Linked DNA regions of Mus musculus: region 2 is linked to region 1. The links are chromatin contacts, called in public HiChIP or PLAC-seq maps. All regions are on one chromosome and are shown on one strand. The core of a region is the stretch at or near the end of the contact, and the rest is flanking DNA. Distances in the headings are between cores, read along the strand shown. Region 1 has its middle 65 kb from the start of Gm34145. Region 2 overlaps Phkg1 (phosphorylase kinase gamma 1).

The links. HiChIP or PLAC-seq counts read pairs in DNA pulled down with a chosen protein or histone mark.
Region 2: a contact with region 1 is called in an H3K27ac HiChIP or PLAC-seq map of embryonic stem cells, with 6 times the contacts expected there. The contact joins two enhancer-like sites.

Annotation. Positions count from the first base shown.
Region 1 is chr5:129,241,389-129,244,088 of GRCm38.p6, forward strand. No RefSeq gene overlaps it. Among named protein-coding and RNA genes, the nearest start is that of Gm34145, 65 kb to the right of the region's middle. Within about 2 kb of position 1,278, at least 8 of the 459 cell types and tissues checked have an H3K27ac peak or open chromatin away from gene starts, as enhancers often do. A contact at or near this core is called in embryonic stem cells, where this site is marked.
Region 2 is chr5:129,868,099-129,870,798 of GRCm38.p6, forward strand. It overlaps Phkg1 (phosphorylase kinase gamma 1), which reads right to left. Exons shown (of 10, transcript NM_011079.3): 5 at 1,363-1,428. Among named protein-coding and RNA genes, the nearest start is that of Phkg1, 9.6 kb to the right of the region's middle. Within about 2 kb of position 1,288, at least 12 of the 459 cell types and tissues checked have an H3K27ac peak or open chromatin away from gene starts, as enhancers often do. A contact at or near this core is called in embryonic stem cells, where this site is marked.

The DNA of each region.
Region 1 (2,700 bases), core at 28-2,527:
GAAGCAAGTTGAGGAGGAAAGGGTTTATTCGGCTTAGACTTCCATACTGCTGTTCATCACCAAAGGAAGTCAGGACTGGAACTCAAGCAGGTCAGGAAGCAGGAGCTGATGCAGAGGCCATGGAGGGATGTTCTTTACTGGCTTGCTTCCCCTGGCTTGCTCAAGCCTGCTCTCTTATAGAACTCAAGACTACCAGCCCAGAGATGGTCCCACCCACAAGGGGCCTTTCCCCCTTGATCACTAACTGAGAAAATGCCTTACAGCTGGATCTCATGGAGGCATTTCCCCAACTGAAGCTCCTTTCTCTGTGATAACTCCAGCTGTGTCAAGTTGACACAAAACTAGCCAGTACAGATACTATACTGTCTCAGATGCCTCCTGCCAGTGACAGGCACCTTGGTGCTAGCCTCTAGCTCTGTGACCTAGGTGAGGCCTACCACTTCTCCAGGCCTCTGTTTCCCCTTCTGTAGGATGAAGAAATTGGCCTGATTTCAAATCTCCAGTCCCGGCGTCCCCCGCACCTTCCGTGCTCCCAGCATGGCCTCCTCGATATTTCTCTTTTAAACCTCACTTCTGTTCCAGCTAAACTTTTCATTAGCATGACGGGAAACCGCTCTTGGCTGGAAGCAGAGGAAGCCCCAGCAGGATGTGGATAAGGTGGCTTTGCCACCGTTATTCGGAAGTGTTTATGAGGTGACAAGCCTGAAGACGGCTCAGGGTGAAACTTCAGCACCCTGAGGCACATGAAGCCCAGGCAGCCCCCTGCAGCTCCGATAAGCTGGGAGCATAGGGCCAGGTTCTCACTCTGCCAGGCTTCTGTTGGCCTCTGGAGGTTGGATCTCTCAGGAGGCTCCTGGAGATGCAGATCTTGTGATGTCACCTAGCAGTGACCTCGAACCTCAGTATCTTCCACTGACCACGTGCCACTCACAGCCTACTGAGCTGCCCACATTTCCTGGAGCCTTTGCTTCTGTGTTCTAAGCCCCAAAGGACAATTCTTGGCTCCCTTTCCCAGGAATTAGCAAATCAAAGGGTATGCTTCACAGGGTCTTTAATTCCCTCTTCCTTGGAGGCCAAGGAGATGCAGGAAGGAGTGCCCGGTAGAGCTTCATTTAAAACCTCAAGGTCAAGCTCACAGAGACCCTGCCCATGGTGCTGGTTGCTACAGTTTCAAGGGCAAAAAGCCCAGGTCTCACATCAGAGCTTGCTTTAAACAGTCTGGGAGTCAGGGCTGCCTTGCTATTCCTGTGAAAGATGTAACCTTGATTCCTCCTCTAGTAATAAAATGTTCCCAGGACCTCAATGGCGGCTGAAAACAACCGGGGCAGATGCTTAAAACTCCCCCCCCCCAACCAACTGGGGAGGTGACTCAGCTTGTAAAGAGCTTGCCTTGCATGTGAAGGGCCTGAGTTTGGTCCTCAGGGCCCATGTAAAATGCCAGCTGCATGAGGCATGTGTACTTGCTCTCCTGACACAGAAGAGGTGGAGAAATGTAGGTTCCTAGGCTGTGGAGCCATTGAGCCTAGCCTACTTGATGACTCCAGGGTCTCAATGAGAGACCCTGCCTCAAACAAACAATGCAAACTACACCAGAGGAATGGCAGCTCAGGTGTTGTCTGGCATCTCCTTGTACATGGACATACATGTACACATGAACCTGTATGTACACACACACACACACACACACACACATATGCATCTTACACACAAACGCTTCCAGGATCTTCCAGTTCACCCCCAGAAACCTGCTAACCTGCTGGTCTAGCCATGGCTAAGGAAGTGAACTGGATCATAGCCACATTGAAAGAAGCCTTGGTCACAGAAGATGAAGAATCCCAGAATTGTAGATTCCAAAGCAGTTTTGCATGTGAGACAATAAGCAAGAGCAGGTGACACTCCAGGCACAGTCTGGGAGTGTCAAACATCAGCCCTCCAGGGGACTCATTAATGAAAGGGGGACTTAGCACAAGTATTTCGTGCCACAAAGAACCGCCCCAGGCCGGGAGGGACCTCCCCCCACCTCTCACCTGCATCACTTTCATTGTGGCCTGTTGTGGATGCCACACGATTTTGCCTGCCTGGCATCTTGTTCCAAGTCTTGAACTAAAATCCTGATATTGCTTTGGGCAGCTCCGCTGTCCCCATCCAATCACCCGCTGCCACCCCTCTGCCTTGTCCTCGGGGCTGCATAGCCATAGCCTCCCCCTCAAAGGAAAAGTGGGACACGGAGAGATTTGGAGCAGGCGCTTCTGAGATCTGAGCAGCCTGCCCAGGTAAACAGGCATGTTGGGCCAATTGAGAACAGATCAAGTAAATTAAGTAGACCCAGTCCCCAGCATGTAAACTTCCCCAGGAGGGTGATGTCACTATCCCTCGGGGGTGCTTCTTCTCCCCTTAGCTATAAAGAGAACATCTTGAGGGCCCCTCCTGGTTTCTGTCACCAGCTCAGAGCTGCAATTGCTTGCCAAGGGCTCTTTTCACCTGAGCCAGATGCTCTCTCTGAGCGCTGCAGAAACCTCTTTCTCTTAATAAAACGTCTCAATTGCTATGTCCAACCGTATGTCTCTGGTGCAATTCTTTGTCGGGGGACACAATCACCTGGAAGCTTGAGCAGATGCCCGGGGAGTCAAATAGACATCTATCACCATACCCAGCTGCAATCCCTTTTATCTACCTTGCTCAGAGTTTCTGACCTGGCCC
Region 2 (2,700 bases), core at 38-2,537, 630 kb after region 1:
CAGGCAGATCTCTGTGAGTTCAAGGCCGCCCTGGCCTTCACAACAAGTTCTAGGCCAGGCAGGGCTACATAGTGAGACCCCATCTCAAAAATCAAGAACAGGGCTCCCAATGGAGGAGCTAGAGAAAGTAGCCAAGGAGCTAAAGGGATCTGCAACCCTATAGGTGGAACAACATTATGAACTAACCAGTACCCCGGAGCTCTTGACTCTAGCTGCATATATATCAAAAGATGGCCTAGTCGGCCATCACTGGAAAGAGAGGCCCATTGGACTTGCAAACTTTATATGCCCCAGTACAGGGGATCACCAGGGCCAAAAAGGGGGAGTGGGTGGGCAGGGGATTGGGGGTGGGTGGATATGGGGGACTTTTGGTATAGCATTGGAAATGTAAATGAGCTAAATACCTAATAAAAATTAAAAAAAAAAATCAAGAACAAAGGGGCTGGAGATATGGCTCAGAGGTTGAGAGCACTGACTGCTCTTCCAGAGGTCTTGAGTTCAATCCCCAGCAACCACTTGGTGGCTCACAACCATCTGTAATGGGATCTGATGCTCTCTTCTGGTGTGTCTGAAGACAGCTACAGTGTGCTCATATACATAAAAATAAATATTTTTTTAATATTTATTTATTTATTTATTTATTTTGGTTTTTTTGAGACAGGGTTTCTCTGTATAGCCCTGGCTGTCCTGGAACTCACTCTGTAGACCAAACTGGCCTCAAACTCAGAAGTCTGCCTGCCTCTGCTTCCCAAGTGCTGGGATTAAAGGGTGTGCCACCACCGCCCAACATAAATAAAATATTTTTTTTAAGTGAGAATAACAAGTACTCTAATTGCTGGCCCATCTCTCCAAGAATAGTGGCTTAATTTTTTTTTAAAGATTTATCTATTTATTATATGTAAGTACACTGTAGCGGCTTCAGACACCCTAGAAGAGGGCATCAGGTCTCATTACAGACGGTTGTGAGCCACCACGTGGTTACTAGGATTTGAACTCAGGACCTTCGGAAGGGCAGTCGGTGCTCTTACCCGCTGAGCCATCTCACCAGCCCCATGGCTTAATTTTTGAATTTAGAATTGTGCAAAACTTTTTCCATACCACAGAACTGATTGTTCCCCTATATGTTCCTCTTCCACTTAACAGAGAGAAGATTCAGGGAAGCCAAAGCCCACATGCTAACCACACTGCATACGATGTTAGAGCTAGGATAGGCTGGGTACGGTCTAGCATCTAGAATGTAGATTGAGCCAAGGAGCTGGGAGATCCCAGAAGCCAGCATGACCTCAGCTAAAACACGCACGCCAGGCCTCCCGCCAGACCGCTTTGATGCTAGTACTAGTGCAGAAGGCGCATGCGCCTTACCTGGTTTCCTTCTCGGTTAAGGTGACCTTCTCAGTGAGATAGTCAAAGAGTTCCCCTCTCTTCATCCTGTGGGAACAAAGCGTTTCCAAGACCACCAGCGCCTTACTTGTCCCCAGACCTGTGTTGTTCCCACCCTGCTGCTGCCGAGGGCGAGGTGGACTGTTCCTCTGAGGAAAGGAACCTGGGAAGGGCGTAGAGGAGTTGTCTGGGAAGAACTGGAAGAAAAGCAAGAAGCTAGGAAAATATGGTGTCCCTGCCTATGAACATTCATGGCACCCTGGGATCTGTTGGCGCTGGGGGCGGAGGTTAGGCATCTGAGTCTCTAGCCCAGGACCCCTAAAGCCAGATCTAGAGGAGTTGGGATTTTTTTTTTTTTTTTTTTTTTTTTTTTTTTTTTTGGCCAGGAAGCAAATGGGAAGAATCAACCGTGTAAGTGTTGGGAAGGCAAAGTCTGCCCATCTAAGTTTAAAAGCCAGCTGTGGAGGCGTATGCCTGTAATCCTCGTGGACACAGGAGAATCAGGAGTTCAAGGCCAGCCTCAGCTACATAGTGAGTTGGAAGCTAGCTCGAGTTACGTGGGACCCTGTCACAAAAACAAAAACAAACGGAGAAACGGGCTGGAGAGATGGCTCAGTGGTTAAGAGCACTGACTGCTCTTCTGGAGGAACTGGGCTCGGTTCCCAGCACCCATGTCAAGGCACTAACAATTGTGTATAAGTCTAGTTCCAGAGAATTCAAGAGAGCCTGTGGTCTGCACAGGTACCAACACTTGCACATACCCACATACAGACACACCTGCACACATACACACCACACTCACACATCAATGATGATCAAAACAAATGATTTAAATAATGAAGACACAGGCCAGATCTGAAGGCACACACCTTTAGCTCCAGCACTTGAAAATGCCCTACAGGCTTGCCTACCTTTGGATTTTCTTTTTAAAGAATTATTTATTTATTTTATGTATATGAGTACACTGTAGCTGTCTTCAGACACACCAGAAGAGGGCATCAGATCCTATTACAGATGGTTGTGAGCCACCATGTGGTTGCTGGGAATTGAACTCAGGACCTCTGGAAGAGCAGTCAGTGTGCTTAACCGCTGAGCCATCTCTCCAGCCTCTACATCTGGATTTTATGGAGGCATTTTCTCAAATGCGCTCCCTCTTTTCCTGTGACTCTACCTTGTATCAAGTTGACATAAAACTAGCCAACACGGAGTGACTTGACTTCTCCATACCTTACAATTAATTTTTTTGTTTTTGTTTTGTTTTGTTTTGTGTTGTTTTTCAGACAGGGTTTCTCTCTCACTCTGAAGATCAGGCTGGTCTCA